Regions from separate parts of the Mus musculus genome. Here regions 2 and 3 are each linked to region 1. A link is a contact called in public Hi-C and HiChIP or PLAC-seq data. All regions are on one chromosome and are shown on one strand. The core of a region is the stretch at or near the end of the contact, and the rest is flanking DNA. Distances in the headings are between cores, read along the strand shown. Region 1 has its middle 54 kb from the start of Mir1843b. Region 2 overlaps Tnr (tenascin R). Region 3 overlaps Tnr (tenascin R).

Evidence for each region. A called contact is a pair of places that touch in the nucleus more often than the background predicts. HiChIP or PLAC-seq counts read pairs in DNA pulled down with a chosen protein or histone mark.
Region 2: a contact with region 1 is called in a Hi-C map of the N1E-115 cell line, with 6 times the contacts expected there. The contact joins two enhancer-like sites. A contact is called at or near these places in 10 of 39 promoter capture datasets (the 3T3-L1 cell line, the HPC-7 cell line, cranial neural crest and 6 more), 3 of 484 Hi-C or Micro-C datasets (the N1E-115 cell line, cerebral cortex and trophoblast stem cells) and 1 of 115 datasets of contacts at active chromatin or transcription factors (stem cell-derived neural progenitor cells).
Region 3: an H3K27ac HiChIP or PLAC-seq map of oligodendrocyte precursor cells shows a contact between it and region 1, with 4 times the contacts expected there. The contact joins two enhancer-like sites. A contact is called at or near these places in 1 of 15 datasets of contacts at CTCF or cohesin (embryonic stem cells), 14 of 484 Hi-C or Micro-C datasets (the N1E-115 cell line, Th2 cells, cerebral cortex and 2 more) and 1 of 115 datasets of contacts at active chromatin or transcription factors (oligodendrocyte precursor cells).

What each region holds. Positions count from the first base shown.
Region 1 is chr1:159,392,604-159,396,017 of GRCm38.p6, forward strand. No RefSeq gene overlaps it. Among named protein-coding and RNA genes, the nearest start is that of Mir1843b, 54 kb to the left of the region's middle. Within about 2 kb of position 1,543, at least 114 of the 459 cell types and tissues checked have an H3K27ac peak or open chromatin away from gene starts, as enhancers often do. A contact at or near this core is called in the N1E-115 cell line, cerebral cortex and oligodendrocyte precursor cells, where this site is marked.
Region 2 is chr1:159,601,236-159,604,649 of GRCm38.p6, forward strand. The region is part of intron 1 of Tnr (tenascin R); the gene reads left to right. Among named protein-coding and RNA genes, the nearest start is that of Tnr, 79 kb to the left of the region's middle. Within about 2 kb of position 1,701, at least 1 of the 459 cell types and tissues checked has an H3K27ac peak or open chromatin away from gene starts, as enhancers often do. A contact at or near this core is called in the N1E-115 cell line, where this site is marked.
Region 3 is chr1:159,568,809-159,572,222 of GRCm38.p6, forward strand. All of the region lies in intron 1 of Tnr (tenascin R), which reads left to right. Among named protein-coding and RNA genes, the nearest start is that of Tnr, 47 kb to the left of the region's middle. Within about 2 kb of position 1,568, at least 26 of the 459 cell types and tissues checked have an H3K27ac peak or open chromatin away from gene starts, as enhancers often do. A contact at or near this core is called in the N1E-115 cell line, cerebral cortex and oligodendrocyte precursor cells, where this site is marked.

The DNA of each region.
Region 1 (3,414 bases), core at 293-2,792:
AAGGCTGAGATTGCAGTGGTAGCCTCTGCTTATGACACTGTCCTACATTTCAGGCAACGGGACCTGGCTCAGGGGTGTTGGAGCTCTTGTGAAAAACGAACCCCAACATAACAGAACATGCTGAATTTTCATTTCTTATTCCAGCTCAGCAGCATGCCCTTCCACTCGAGGGATAGATGAGAGATCTGCCTCTTACCTACTGTGTAGCGTGAGCAGCTGATGCACAAAGGAGGCTAGTAGGTCAGAGGAGGCCGGAGGATGCGAGCCAGCATCCCACAGAGCCAGAGAGCAGGTGGGAGGCCAGGTGCGATGGGTCATCATGGGGAGATCCCCGTGGCAAGCAGGTCTGCAGTCCTCGCTCCAAGGGGCTCTTGACACTACAGTGAAAGCTTGCCTCTATGCTGTGGTCTCAGACAACCTTTCAGGAGTACCTCTCTGACCCCTGACCCTCAGCTGAACAGCCCTCTCTGCCTGGCCGGGCCATTCAGTCTCCTCCTGGTCTCTCCTTACAATTCCGGCCTGCAGCAATCATGCATTCCACTGAAATTACAATTTCAATGATTCATTTGGCAATTAATCATCTCCTGCCTTGCAACATCCCTTCTATTCCATGTTGAGCTGTTATTTAGAAGTGCAATTGTTCAACTTTCCACAGCAGCATATGCTGCCTCGCTAAGCTAGCTGGGGGTGGGGTGGGGTTAAGGGGTTGTTGTCTCTCTGCTGCAGTCAATCAGGCTGGAGGAGCTGTGTGAGACTCACACTGGAGGGGCCAGGAAGTGGGCAGGGGCACTAACTCAGCAGGCAGGGAGAGCAGGATGCAGGAGCCTGGAGCCTGCCACAGCTATTGAGGCAGCTAGGCAGCCCCTCCCACGCATGCACACTGCCTTCTTCTTCTTCTTCCAGATTCCCTAGTTATAAAACATTTCTGGATAGAAACCGTCTTAGGAATTTTCCATGCAGCTGCACTGTCTCCTTGCCTAGATTTCATTTCCTGTGGGCATGGACCATTCATTTTACTTTCCCTAAGTTGCTTAATAGGATACAGGCATCTCTGAAGTTACACGGGCAGGCCTTGGCTCTGTACTTATGAACTGTAAACTTGGACAAATAATTCCACTGCTTTCAGTTTCATTTACATCCCTCTAACATGGGGAAGGGGTGTCTATCTTATGGTGTTGTTAGAAGGGTCTTGAAGCCAGCATGTCAAATAGCTCCCAACTATTTGTATTTGCTCTCACAGAATTATTATTATTATTATTATTAATTATTTTCTATTTGTAGATGGGATTTAGGAGAGAGGAGCAGGGAGGATAGGAGGGAGATATTTTGGAGGACAAAGGGACAGCCAAGTAAGGGACTGAGTTTCATGCCTGTGGGCTGTCCAAGCATGGCTGAGGGGATGTCTAAAAGGAGGGTTAGGGAGAGGAAGTCTGAGCAGGGAGTGGCACCAAATGGCTTGCAGAAAACTCCAGGCCTGAGATGTCCCTGGCTTCTCTGTGCTTAATATCAGAGTGTTTGCTTGAGATGAACTTGACCTTCAAGGTCAGGGATAGACCCGAGGAAGGCCACACAAGTCAGCAGAAAGAACACTGAAGGCAGAATGGCTAGGGAGTGCTTTCTCCAACTGCATTCTGTTCTGGATCCCAGACACCTCCTTAAAGCCAAGGACAAGAGGGGGCCAATTTCACAAGTTGAGCCCAGGAAGGATTTTCAGTGTTTTAATATAATAAAGGTGGGTATGTCCAAGCAAGAAGATGGTCTTTTCTGGCCTGAGACCTAGGTAGGCTGAGACCCACTTTCCCACTCCTCCAGTGTCACTCTCAGGGGCTGCATATGTCTGTTCTAGTCTCCCTACATGCAGCAATCTGGCCACATAAGCACCCAGAGACTGATGTCACACATCAGACTCACCGGGAGCAGAGCAGGTCTCTGGAAGAGAAAGGGGAGTGATGAGGGTGGTACAGAAATGCAGCTCATCTTGTACAGAGATTGCTCAGCACATGAAACCTGGGGTTTGCTTTCAAGCACCACATAAAGAAGTTATGGCAACAGAGACCTGTAGTCCCAGCACTTGGGAGGTTGAGACAGCAGGATCGGAAGTTCAAAATCAACCTTGGCTATAAAGTGAGTTTGAAGTCATCCTGGGTTACAGGATAGCCTGACTTAAAAGAAAAAGGGCAAAGAGAGACTTAGGGAGAGAAAAAGTAGATGGGAGCTGTCTCGTCTTTTGATTGAGGACATGGGCAAGAAGTATGCTCAAGAATATAGACCTAGGAGCTGAAGAGATGGCTTTGAAGGTAAGGGCATTTGTGAACAATCCTGAGTTCAGTTCCCAGAGCCCAAATGGTAGAAGGAAAAAACCCACTCTCACAAGTTTGGCTGTGACCTCCATACATATCCTAACCCCTCCCCCCACCCCCAAGGGAAAAAGAAGAGTCCAGGACCTGGGGCTCTGAAGAAGAACCAAGCAGGCTAGGTGAGCTTTGCCTCTTTTGTGCCTCTTTTGCTTCCAGTAGGGTACAATTACCCCACCCCACCCCCAACACACACAAACATTGTGGCAACTGAGCACTGTGTGGATTTCTCACTGAGTGCTGTTGTAAGTACAACACGCACACAGGATCCAGATGACCCAGCACAAACAAAAGGGACAGAGTGTCTCCTTAGTAATTTTCTTTTGTTCTAACTATAAGTTTAAGATGAATTTAGGATATGTTAGATTAAACAAAACATATTATTAAACTTACTATGAGCTGTTATAATTTTTTCCTATATACTACAAACTTTAGGGTAAGATGCAGCATGGTCTACGTTACATTTTCATTGAGCAGTGTTATTGTTCATTCCAGGCAGACGGCTGGCTGATGGGAAAGTGTCCCCCATATTGACTTCCTGAGGAATGAAAGGACCACACAACATGGGTTCCACTTACAGAGAGAGCACATTGTATAGCTTATTCAATCCCCTTGCCCCTGATGCATCTTCCGCATCCCATAATGTTTAGGACTTTTAACCCCCATCTCCGAGTTTTAAACAATATCCAGAATGTAGGAAGCTTTTGGAAAATGTTTGCTGAATGGATGGATAGATGAACAAGGCAAATTGGGCTCCCCTCATCCCTCTACTCCAGTACTACTAGGGACATTTTCTCATTTTAGGGGTGCGAGGTGAAGAGTGTCTATCCTCATAAGAGGGCTTCTGTGCTTGCGTGCATGTGGTGTGTGGGGAGCGGGGCGGGGAGGAGGGAGGAAGGCGCATGCGCATAGGTGCGGTGTGGGTGCCTGAAAGCAGAAAGAGGTTCTGGCTTCGGTCTTCTCATGAGATGACTATCAATGGCTCTTAGGGGCTCTACTGAGGCTCAGGACACCTCCAAGGTCTGTGAGCAGAGAGTCACTGGGGCGAAACCACATACGA
Region 2 (3,414 bases), core at 451-2,950, 210 kb after region 1:
TAGTTAGGGATTCTATTCCTGTGAAGAGACACCATGACCAAGAAACACTTCTAAAGGAAAACATTTAATTGGGGCTGGCTTACAGTTTCAGAGGTTCAGTCCATTATCATCATGGTGGGAAGCATGGCAACATGCAGGCAGACATGGTTCTGGAGGAGCTGAGAGTTCTACATCTTGATTAGAAAGCATAATTTGCCTCTTCCACTTTCTACTCTCAAGCAGTTGAGGAGGAGATTCAATTCTGCAGGCATCCAGGAGGAGGATGAGAGGAGGATGCACTGATGGGAGCCTGAGCAAAGAACCTCAAAGCCCACTCCCACAGTGACACACTTCATCCAACAAGGCCACACCTATTAATAGCGCCACTTCTAATGTGCCAAGCACAATAGGTAATATCACTCATACAGATTTCTTTGGTACATGGTATGTAGGATGCACCCAACCCACATCCCTACAGGGGAGTATTCAGAATCTGCTCCTATTAAAGCTGGTTGAAATCCATTGATTATCCCAGAGCTTCTCAGATGGGAAGAAAGGGACTAGATACCACTGGGAGATCCCATTATGCATGCAAATTCAGATCCAATAGGTCTAGAGTTAGGATGAAGAGTCTCCACCTCCTCCTACCCTTCCTTCTCCTGTTTGTCCCATTTCTCTTCCTTCTTTTCTTTTTCTTCCCTTTCTTCCTATTCCTCTTCCTCCTTTCCCATCATCCTTCATTTTCTTCTGTTTCCTTGAGACAGAATCTCATTATATAGCCCTGGGTGGAGCCTGAGTCTCCCTGCTTAGTCTGACCTTGAACACATGATCAGTGCTCTGACCTCAGCCTCTTGAAAGCTTGGCTTACATACAGGAGCCACCATTCACAGCTTGAGCTTCTACATTTCTAACAAAGTCTACCGGTGCCAATGCTGCTAATCCCTTGGCCATACTTTAAAAGTGTGTTTATGAGGAAGTTTCTGGAATATTTTTACACAAAAGGGAAGACCCACCTTGAGTCTAACCATCCTGCTCATTCTGGTCTTGGGCTGAGAACGAAGAAAAAAGCAAATAGAACAACAGCACTTATTTCTGTCTTTGTGACCAGAAACCTCAGATGCCCAATATTGTGCATTTCCTTGCCTGATGGACTGCACCCTCAAACTGAGCCTAATTCAGTGGTTCTCAACCTTTGTAATGCTACAACCCTTTAATATAGTTCCTCCTGTTGTGGTGACCCCCAACCACAAAGTTATTGTCTTTAATATTTCATAACTGTAATTTTGCTACTCTTATGAATCATAATGTAAATAGCTGTGTTTTCTGATGGATGGTCTTACACAATTCTTAGAATAAAGTCATTGGATCGCCAAAGAGGTCATTACCCTCAAGTTGAACTGCTGTTCACTCTTGTGTTTTCATGTTGCTTTTGGCAAATATTTTGTTACTGCTATTGGAAACAAAGCCATCCTTGGGACCTGTGTGCCTAACTCAGGACACATAGACAGACATCTAAGTCATGGGACCTTCAAACCTGGGAAGGCTGGCTGCCAAGAAGAAAAACAAGTCAAAGAAGTTAACTGTTCATCAGATAGCTACTGAAGCTTAGAAGTGACCTCTCAGGCCAGCCAAACTTCTTCCCCAGGGCAGGAGTAGCCATGTCTTTGTCCTCCATCAAAGAAGGTCCAGCCTCTGCTCACAAGACACCCACAAGAACCCACTCTCTTCTCCATACTCAGATGGCAGAGCATCCTGAAGCACAGGTGAAATATATACTTCCTGGGTCCAGAGGACAGGCCAATGATTCCTTGCAACACTACTAAGTTTGACATCATTGTGACAGAAAGAACACACCCACTCCTGCCTTACATACCAGTTTTCATGAGATTCAAATCCATCCATCCATCACACACTGTTAGCCATCTGTCAGATGCTCATACCAAGTCTGACTCTGAACAGGTACAAAAGAAGGACTTAGCCTGTCTGATTCCTTTCTGGAAGATAAGAAGACAAGTCTAGAAGACAGGGCAGTAAATTATCAGGATCTATATCATGGTCTGGAGATACTCAGAGCAATGGGCATCCGCCAGGCTTAATGAAAGAGATGAGTCATTGTAGTGTCTGGGGGTAAGAAGGCTATGTCAAAGCAGGTGGCAATCAAAAGAGATCATCACATCACAGAAAGAAATAAGATACATAGGAAATAAGACACACTCTGACAGAGCTATGTGGTAAGCTATGTGGTACCTATCATGATTTATTGCCTTGGTTAGTCTTGCCCAAACCTGGATATCTGACACTATCCTAAATATTCAAGACCCGAATATGCATCCTCTCCTTGCTCATCTGTGGTTTCTGATTGTAATCTCTATGCTCTAACACTGATTTGTTCCTTAAAACATAGGAACAGGCATATTCCTCTAAACACTCACCTTCGGGTTAAGTGGTATTGGGTCTGGGAATGAAAATTGTAATTTCCCCTTGCAGATTGCGGATAGATTAACTTTGCATGCTCCTAAGTTTATGAACATTGAATTTATCATCCTCTCCTGGCCAGAGAATGGCAATAGAGGACATTGCACCTGCTCTGAGAGGATGCTCAGCTGAGATGCCTAGAACCAGATGGTAGGAAGAGGTACAAAGAAGTGAGAATGGAATCCAAAGTCCGAAAAAATGATTGGAATAAGTCAGGGAGTGAGGAAAATAGGAGAGAGAGGAAGGATAGATACAGTAAATATAGAAGAGAAGAGAAAGATCAAAGTCAGGAGAGAAGGTTCTTGAAGGGAGAGAGACATGTATGCAAGATCATGGATGCAGTCTTAATCTCTTTAAAGTTTCCCTCATTGATTGGGGACTTGTATCCCAATCCTTTGCTAAGGGAAAGCATTTACTTTACTTCCACTGTGCTGTTAAAGGTTATAGGGCTGTCCTTGGGTGGAGTTGGAGGCGCAGTGCAAGACCAGGTGAGGAGGAATTCTAGAAACCTCCCTCAGTAGAGTCGTCCTCGAATGTCCTTGGAATAAAGTGTCACTTGGGTGCCCCACCCCAGCTTTGACTTCCTGTCTCACTATTTATCACACCACTATAAAGCCACTGAAAGCAACCTTTTACTTTGCCATTCCTCAAAGCCCAAGGATCAGGGATTCAGCTAGGGCCAGTGAAACGGCTCGCTATCTCTTACTCCTCAAGTCAGTTGAGGCCAGTGTGGTCCAGATTTACTTTTCATGATTGCAAATTTAGCACCTCTGTGCAGGTGGTTCCTTCCACAATGGCTCTGAAACCTCTACTCTTGATATTGGTTGAGATTCTTGGGACTCTGTGAAGCTGGTGGAGAGCAGGGGCTCTGTGAAGAATGCTGGTGACAGTGGGATAAACAAATTGCTGGAGACACTGCCACAGAAAATGCTCTCAGACATCCTAACTTTCTGGACTAAG
Region 3 (3,414 bases), core at 318-2,817, 180 kb after region 1:
CTCTCTTGCTCTCCCTCTTTTCTCTCCATCTCTTTACATTCAAGTTACTAGGAAACCCTGATAGATCCACCTTCTAAACAGCTCTAAAACCACCCCATGTTTCTACTGTCTTATGCCTGGAGCTTCCCAGGTGAACTCCCTGCATTGAAGGGGAAGTTCTTTGTTTTCGCAGCATTGAGGATCACACCTACAGCTTTGTATTTGCTTTTGTTTGACAAGTGACAAGTGCTCTACCATTGAACTACAGTGTGCTTGCTACCCTTGCTGCCCCAGGATATTTTTAACACAGCAAACAAAAGGATCTAGACCTTCTTGTACAGATAACTCCCACCAAACCGCCTATCTCTGTTATTATAAGAAGCAATCTTCATCTTGGTGCTTAGCCTCCCTTCCTGGCTGATCTAATTTTTCACAACTGACTGTTTGTCTCTCTTCACTCCACTCCTGCCTCACCAATCCTTCCTCTGCCTATCCCTCTGCCTAAACTCTGACTACCATGCCAGTCTCTTCCACTGTTTCACAGACACACCAGGGCCTTCAGCATCCTTGCACTTACTGCCCTCCACCAGTGGTGGATTCCCCAGTTCCTTTAAATCTACTTTCAAGGTCACCATCTTGATTCAGCCTTCCTGGCCCCCAATATTGAAGAGCAAGACCCTGCTCCATGACCTCTCCCTATGTCTTCCATAGCCTGCTCTGACTTTTTGTACATTTTTTTAAAAACAGGGTCTCACTTTATACCTCTGACTAGCCTGAAACTCTCTCTGTAGACCAGGCTAGCCTCTACTGCTGCCTCTGTCTCTGCTTCCCTAGTGCTATGATAAAAGACATCTGCCATCACATCTGGCCGGCTTTTCTTCTGACTGCTGCCTGACAGGTGACCTGTTTTCTTGTTTGTTCTGTTTTCCTAAATCAGGGAATAAGTAGCATCTGTAAACCCACATGGTGGCTTCTCTGCTTTACAAAGAGGTGTGCAGAAATTAGTTGACTTACAAAAAGTTAAAGGAAGAAGTGCCCTCCTACTGGGAGGAAAGATACATGAGAGACATGTTCTCATGAAGATATTTGAATCTGGGAAAAGTAAAGACAGTGAATTAGAGCCAGAGAGCTCAACAATGAATGGCAGAAAGCCAGGGATATCTGGGGACATGTAACTACTTCTCTGAACCTGGAGTCTCATACTTGCAAAAATAATTAAGATGGTAATCTACCTCCTAGGTTACTGGGAGACTTAAAGGACTATGCTAGCACAGAATGGACATGTCAGTCAGATTATAGGAGTTTCTGGGCCTGAACTGGGTCCAGCAGTTAGCTGGACTGGTTTATTCTAAGGGTAAATACCAACCATCATGAACAATTAACCAGTTTATAGACTGGTGAGGACCAAATTCCTTAGCATGGAATTTGTGGGGTTTGAAGTCAGCTGTAGTAGAGAATGAAAACTTGGTTGCATTGAGATTGGAGGCCCAGTTGGCTGGATAGATCTCGGGTGGAGTTTCTCAACCTCCCCTGTCTGGGCCAGGGGAAGGAACAACAAGGAAGAAGCAAGCAGTGACACATTTCGTGTTCGGAATGATAAAGTTCTTCCAGAAAGGAACGAGAGGCTATTATGCAGGAAGGGAACTGCGTCTGTCATGAGCTTCAAGAAAGAAAGGGAAGCGGGGATGTGGAAAGGAGCTGTTTGTTGCTCTTTGTTCAGGGTTTTATCTCAAGAGTCTGTTTATAAAAATGCTCTCTTTACCCAGGCGCTTTCACTCTGGCCTGGCTTCCCTCCCTCTGTTCACCTCCTCCCCCTCCTCCCCTGCTCTTGTTTGCGCTAAAGCTCTTTCCTTGATTAAATAATGAATAAAGGCTCTTCCACAGCCTGGCTTTCCTGGTCCTTGGGAGAAATTACAGATATATATCCATATATATACATGCAAAACAGCCGGAGATAAAGAGGCTCTGGGTAAACAGCTCTACTCGCTTCTTTTCTTCCTTTCAAGACACATCGTTCATAAACCATACTTACACAGAACACAGACTTAAACTAGGGCAAACCGGGTCCAAGTGCCACTAGATTGTGTGACTTAATTAAGGTTTAATTTAAAAATCACTTGTTTATTTCAAATAATTAAAAAAAAAAGATGGGAGCCTCTTTCACTAGTTTACATAGGCACTAAACTAGCTGTGTTGTCTGTACAGGAAGGATGAGCCAATCCCTGGCCAGCATTTCTAGCTGCTTTTATTCTTGAGACTCATCAATTAAGGCTCTTATATTTGTAGTGTAACATTTGCCCAACTTCCGTATCTCTAGACTAGAGGAACTTGCCTTGCAGAACCTCTCCTATATCAAACCTCTGTAACAATCTCTCCCATCTTCAAACAAGATTAACAATCCCAGATGCTTTTCCTACCTACCAATGGGCCTTTTCCCTTTAAGTCAGGGGGAAAATACTTTTCCTCTCCTGACTCATAAACAGTGGCATAATAGGATTTCAAAAGGAAATTTTTCTAAGATATGAACAGAAGGCAAAAATATTTTTAATGACATTAAATGCAAGCTAACCATATATGAATTTTTAGAGCCTAAATTACTCATGATTAGCTACAGCTGGTCGCAGTATTTGTAAATTCACTGAAGGTATCCCAACCAGGAAACAATAGTGAACTATGGGACTGTTTCTCTCTCTATAGTGGTTCACACCCACTCATCCTTTCATCCTTCAACCCCCCCCCCATCTTCCCATCCTCCCATCCATTCATCCATCCATCTATCCACCCATCCATATAACAACTATGTCTTAGATAATGTTATGGACAAATCACACTTTAGCGAGCCAAAACAGCTTCATTCCTGAATTCAGGGGCCTTTAGGCTAACGGGCAGGCAAGTCATCTGCCTAATAATTGCAATAATGAACAAATACTGAGCAACTCGAGAAATTGCTCTGAGGAAGAGAACATTATTTAGTGAGAATACATCACTATATTTGGGACCAGGAAAGACTTCTCTGAGAAAATAATGCTGGAAATGTGATCGAAAGGACAAGCAGGGCTCAAATATGGAAGAATGTAGGGGCGCATACCAGAAAGAGGGCTTTGAGGTCTCATACACTTTTAATTCCAGTGAGAAAACAAGTGAGGCTGAGTTCAAAATGTGAGGGCTGGGGTGAAGGACATAGAGTTAACTTAGCTCTATGTCTGAAGAACAAAATGTTCCAGAGCTTAGGGTCCTGATTAGATTATCTCCCATTTCTGTTGGCCAGGAATTGAGAAGCAATAAGCTGAGATGTTTCAAGCCAGGGTCTCCATGAAGTTGTAGTTAAGACATTGGCGAGAGCTGTGGGAATCTGAAGGTTCATTGGCTCTGTGGGCCTGCTCACATCTTTGTCTGTGGGCAGGAGGCCTCGCTCGGCCTTCCTCAGACAGGTCT